Linked DNA regions of Drosophila melanogaster: region 1 is linked to region 2. The links are chromatin contacts, called in public HiChIP or PLAC-seq maps. All regions are on one chromosome and are shown on one strand. Each heading gives the region's core, a stretch centred on a gene start, on an enhancer-like site or on the middle of the called end of the contact. The rest is flanking DNA. Distances are from core to core; before and after follow the strand shown. Region 1 holds the start of CadN (Cadherin-N). Region 2 holds the start of beat-IIIc (beaten path IIIc).

Evidence for each region. HiChIP or PLAC-seq counts read pairs in DNA pulled down with a chosen protein or histone mark.
Region 1: a CP190 HiChIP or PLAC-seq map of the Kc167 cell line shows a contact between it and region 2, with 2.9 times the contacts expected there. The contact joins the promoter of CadN here to the promoter of beat-IIIc in region 2.

Annotation. Positions count from the first base shown.
Region 1 is chr2L:17,777,009-17,779,860 of dm6, forward strand. CadN (Cadherin-N) reads right to left here and starts at 1,332. Exons shown (of 24, transcript NM_165227.3): 1 at 1,207-1,332; 2 at 418-791.
Region 2 is chr2L:17,259,398-17,262,286 of dm6, forward strand. beat-IIIc (beaten path IIIc) reads right to left here and starts at 1,337. Exons shown (of 7, transcript NM_135986.3): 1 at 953-1,337.

The sequences.
Region 1 (2,852 bases), core at 82-2,581, 520 kb after region 2:
ATTTATTAACAGAAATGGAAAATGTAAATGATGAGTTAATATTAATATGCCTTAAGCCCACAAAATATAACACTATATTTCAAAATAAGTCTATCACATCTGCATTCCATCCCATTTAATCTGGATAGCACACCAGAAATATAGTAAAAGTATCTGCAAGAGTAGCCTGTAGCCATTTGACTTGAAACGAACTGTTAAAACATTAAGCCAAATTACTGAAATTACATCAAAGAAGATAAAATCTTCGAAAGTACAGAAAAAGAAGACGAAAACTGGGAGATTGTAGCCATTAAATAAAAGATACTTTTACGCCGACGAGCAACCGAGAAGATTGCACAGGCGGCGAAAATATTTCACAACAAATGCATAAATCACAATTTGTTTGCCGGTATTGAAGATATCTGATGGAATGCTTACCGCCAAGGGAAATAATCCAATCCAAAAAATTGAAGGCGGCTATAAAAAAGCACAACGAATATACAAACACTTCGAATTTCCGAATTTTATTTATCTCTTGATTTCGAGTCGCTGCTCAATCGCTGTGGCATTCAAATGCATTTCACTTGCGGGCGCCCAAAATAAACACTTCATTATTAGAAACACATGCAACGCACTTTTAGCAGGGGGCAAATCTCCAAAGGGCTGGTCTTATTTCAGTTCTTATTATTTTCGGTTGTATGTATTGCATGGGCCCGCCTTGAGGGCGAATATTTAAAAATATACAATATTTTTTTTCCTTCTCTATTTTCTCACATCACTGCACTTTAGCATTCTGCTGCTCTTGTTTTCCTCTGTCGATTTTTGCACACGCAACGGAAATGCTAGGGAGAGATGCAAATGTACGGTAACGGGATTGGGGCTCCAAAATGAAAAGGAAAACGCACTGCGCTCCAAAAATAGATTTAAAGGCAATCGAAAATGGGGAAACTTTAACGTAAGCAAACGGCGCAAACACACCGGGAATAATGCTTAAGATTAATTTTATTATTCATCTAATAAAGAAAGTACTATACAAACATATGTTGAAATTCTTAAAAATGCAAAACTAACACTTTAATAATTATATTAATTTTAATTTTATGTATATTTAATTTTATGTGTATTTATGTAAGTAACAAGTTATATTTGGCTTTCCTTCTCACTCCGCAACCCCAATTTATGCCCACATTTTGTGTACATCCGCGACCGTTCCTCAATTTTCCGCACCTTCTTTGTTTAACTCCTTCGTCAACACACTATTATTTTTTTTAAACAGCATGCACTTTTCACGCGCTCTCCCGCCAATAAAAGCAGCTTTTCCGACCGCTTTTCCGTCTTCACCGAAGCTTCCCGCTCGCGTGTTCAAATCGAACTGAAAAGCGAGGAATAAAAACAAATGATCCGATGCTGATCCGCTCTGCTCGTATCTTCTGCCTCGGAAGAGCGTCTAGGTTGTTATTCTTGTTTTGTGCGCTCCATCGCGAGACAGAAAGAGATGGATGGACGAAGAAAGAAGGGGAGCGCTGACGGGAGCGAGTTCATCCGTGGTGCCGGTAAAATGAATGCTTTTGTTTATGTTTTGAATGAACACCCGGCTTTTGCATATACACTAGAAAAAATATTAGGGAACTCTGTAGGTTATTATGACGAATATACTTGAAAGAAAACGATATTTGAAGGTGTCAGGAGTGGAAGTGGCCAATTGGTAATCCCGAAAACCGACTCCCAATTAGTAAAATAATTTAGATATTAGGGCCTCCAAAACAGTATATTGAATACTACATATAAAATCGGTTATATTAAAAGACCTCTAATATGCACGTTTTTTCTACGTACCATCTTTTCTATATTATATTCACGATATCCTTATCTGAATGAATACTGAATGAATATGAACATCGACTTATCCATAAACTATAGAATCCAGAAAGTTGAGAATAAAGCATTCCCATTCTAGTGAGGCCTTCTCAACAAAAGTTTATCCAAGCCATTGAAATGATTACTTAAATATACTTTGGGGTTAACCAAATTTCTAGGTGATCAGCTTAGATATTCTACGAATTTGTTTAATTATGTTTGCACATTTTTGATGATTACCGTGGAAGCGAGCTCAAATTGGTTTCGAATGATCTGCTGATCCCATAAATCAAACTTTTCTATGTTTGTTCTCACGCTGAACTTATAAGACCGGACTTGGCACCGTTATCTAAACGTAAGCAACCTTGAAACATTTGCGCTACTATGCGGTCAGCTGTTGGTCATTAGCCACATGATGAGGCGAAAACGAGGCTATTAAAAAACGCTTGGGTAAAAAGCTGTCACATCGAAATGTGCAAGTGAAGATGACAGAGAGGGCAGATCCCGAAGGAAAGAGACAGCCGCCCATCGGCAAGTGCACTAAAATGCAGCAGTGTTTTCACAATGAAGTGACCCACAGACAACGAATGTCATGCATGAGGAGGAACCAGTTTTCCAGTTCGAAAATGTGTGACAAATATGAAAGGCGATCGACGCTGAGATATTGATGTTGGGCAACAACAAAAGTCGGGATCCAGATATATATATTTAGTCGTCTGTAGTCGACGAGACAAAGCCGCCGACAGGCAGAAAGCTCTTAGATAATCATCTCTTTGAAATCGCTGACAAAGCAAGCGCAAAATGGTAAAATAAAATGTTGGCAACGGAGGGGGAAATGAAAACAAATAAATAAGAATTCCTTTCAAGCGTAACGGAAGTCGTTGAGAGCTAAATGGTCAACGGGCCAGTGGGCAATGATTAAGAACGGGCTAACAAGCTGTCACCGGATGCTTAAGTCGGCTAAGTTGAGGGGCTTATAGCCGAAATTCGAGAAGCACTTCCATGTAGACTTCATT
Region 2 (2,889 bases), core at 87-2,586:
GTACCAATTTTGCATCTATGGGAAACTTCAAGGGAAGGATCCAAAGATGCCCTTTGGGAAAAATAATACTTTTGACTGACTGCATCGATATATTTAATACATAGAAACAGCGTGGATAATAATAATAATCCAATATTATCAGTTTCTCAGATACCAGCAGCACCTATTATTTTACTTGACTTCATAGCAGTCGAAATTGTATTATTAGGTGTCTCTGGAGTGTTATATTTATACGAATAGATTATTAATTTTCACTTAATTTTATTTAGTATTTTTTAAGTATCTGTTAATATTTCAACCTTTAACTTTTCCCTAAGCAAATATATTTTTGTTACTCTCAAACCTATATAAAGAACATTCTCATATGATCAACAAAGCCTTTGTTAATCAACAGTTTAAAGAAATATTCCAATCAGTTTCGAAACTTAAGCCTCCGATTTATAGAACAATCTTAAGCTAAACTTCCCCTCAGATTAAACCGTTTAGACAGTTGTAAATTTATTCAAATCCATTGACAGTTGCATGATATATTCCCGCCAAGGATTTTGCCAATTTTAAACCCATTTTCCGCCGCACCCAAAAGGCAAAGCAAAACTGGATGAACGCATAAACAAATATGCCAAAAACATAGTAAAAAAATTGTGTGCAAAATCTCGCGCGCTTTCGGAAAAATAAACAAAGCTAAAGGAAAACCCACAAAAAATGATTTGGATCCATTTGCTGACCCAAAAAAAGGAGCGCAAAAAGGATAGCCTCTGGAGGTGGAGATTGCCGGTAGCTTGAGGGGGCGTGGCAGTCACCCAGATGGTGGGTTTTATTGTTTATCTTAGTGAGAAAATATTTGTTTATTTGCACAAAGACTCCTTTTTTGTTGTTCACTTATTTTACGTTTTGCATAAATATTTTTACATTCCGAAATTGGTATTGTTTTATTTCGTCGTGCTGCACTTACTTTATATGACTTTTTTGAAAGCCTCTGATTTTTCTTCCTTTTCAAGATGCCGATTAAGTTAAACACCTTTATCTCGATCACTTGGTTTTGTTTTACTGCTGTTTTCCCGCTGTTTATCAGCTGCTTTCGATCATATTTCGTTTGAAAACATCTTGGAAACGATTTTTTTAAATTCCAACTGTTAAACTTATGCACTTTTCAATCCACTAATCCACGAGTGGTGGACTTAGGGGGTTTTGTGGGGTTTCTTTGCTTTGTTGTTAAATTTTTTTGTTGACCGGTCACACGCACTCTCACACACAGATGACACTCAGGGCAACAGTACCGTTAATCCAAGCGTCCGTGACCTGCGATCCGTTACAATGCTCGCGTCGAAATAGACTAAACGTATCTTTCAGATACATTCGCTTTCCGTTTTTCGTGTCCAGACGAAACCGTTCGTGTCGTGGGACCGAAGTTGCGACGATGCCCGCCGACAGCACACGAAGTAGCGCCCTCTTGTGGATTTTATGTGTAACCTCAGTCTTATACGGCTTAACAGTGTTCTAACAGCACAAATTCGATGCAAAATTTCTGAAGAGGAGAATCAAACAGAAACATGCAATATCTTCGCATGGAACACGTTCAGGTTTGAATCAAACTAGGGAGAAAAACAACGAATTATCAAAGTATTTGATTTTTATGGTTCTATATATTTAATTTTGATATATTTATATTGGAATCGGAAATGGAAAAGAACTAACATCAAATAATTCGACGAAATAAACAAATTCGATTTTACTTTAATTAGTGGAATGATGTAAATAAATAAATGAACATATGTTTATAGAGAAAAAAATATTTCTTACTTTTGAACGTAGCATTGAATTAAATCGATTTATGCCTCTCGATGCGTACTTTAAGGTGGAATATGGAAATCCTGCATCACCGGCCAGAACAGCTCCAAATATTGAAATCCTTGCTTTCGCATTTTCAATCCAAATTCTACTAAGCTACTCCTCCGCCAAATAGCATTGAAATACAATGAAATTTGTTTTTGGAAGATTCTGAATTTTTGTATAGTTCCAGTTCTTGGAAACCTGATCAAATGTCGGCAAAATGTGGGTGGTTAGTTAATCAGTTAGCAAATAAACCAGTGCCAACTTGGCACAAAAACCAGTCAGTTGACAGTGTCAGTTATAATATCTACCTACTTCAAAAACGTGTGGGTAGACGCAGGGCAGGGATAATGAGAAAATTATGATACGATTGACTTTGATGAATCTTTGAGTATAAGCCGGTAATGAATATGTATATACTGAACAAAAATTTGTTAAACTATACAAGCAATACATTAACTTTTATTCACATTCAATTTCAAATTAGTCGTATATATAGGGAAATTTTTCTTATGTTGACTAATTGTTTAACGAAAAGGATACCAGTCTTGCTACAAGTCCGATCGATCAAGCATGAACATGACCGACAAAATATTTGTCCTGCCGTTTTATGACCTCACTGATAAACAGGTAGTCCTTATGGGTTGTTTAAGAAACACGCACAGCACTAGGTAGAAATGCAGATGTTCTTATTTACTTACAAACAAAACAATGAATACGAAAAGCGATAAAAGCGAGTCTTTCAAGAAAAAGTACTCTTTTAAAAACGAAGTGACAAAAAGATATTTTTATTAATTGATAAATAAAGCGTAGTTTATAAATATTATAAATATATATAAATTATTTGTACAGAATAGGGGATAAACATCTTACATTTCTTACTTAGTTCAAGTTCCTACAAGAATGAAAATCCAACGCTGGTGCATAAACTCAGCCACTTAATGAAGCACCTTCGCAACCGGTGCCCCAAGAACCGAGGCGATTGCCATCTTGCCCCCGAATTCCCCATTGAGACATGCCGCAAGAAAATCTCCTGACCATATCTACTTATAATGTAAA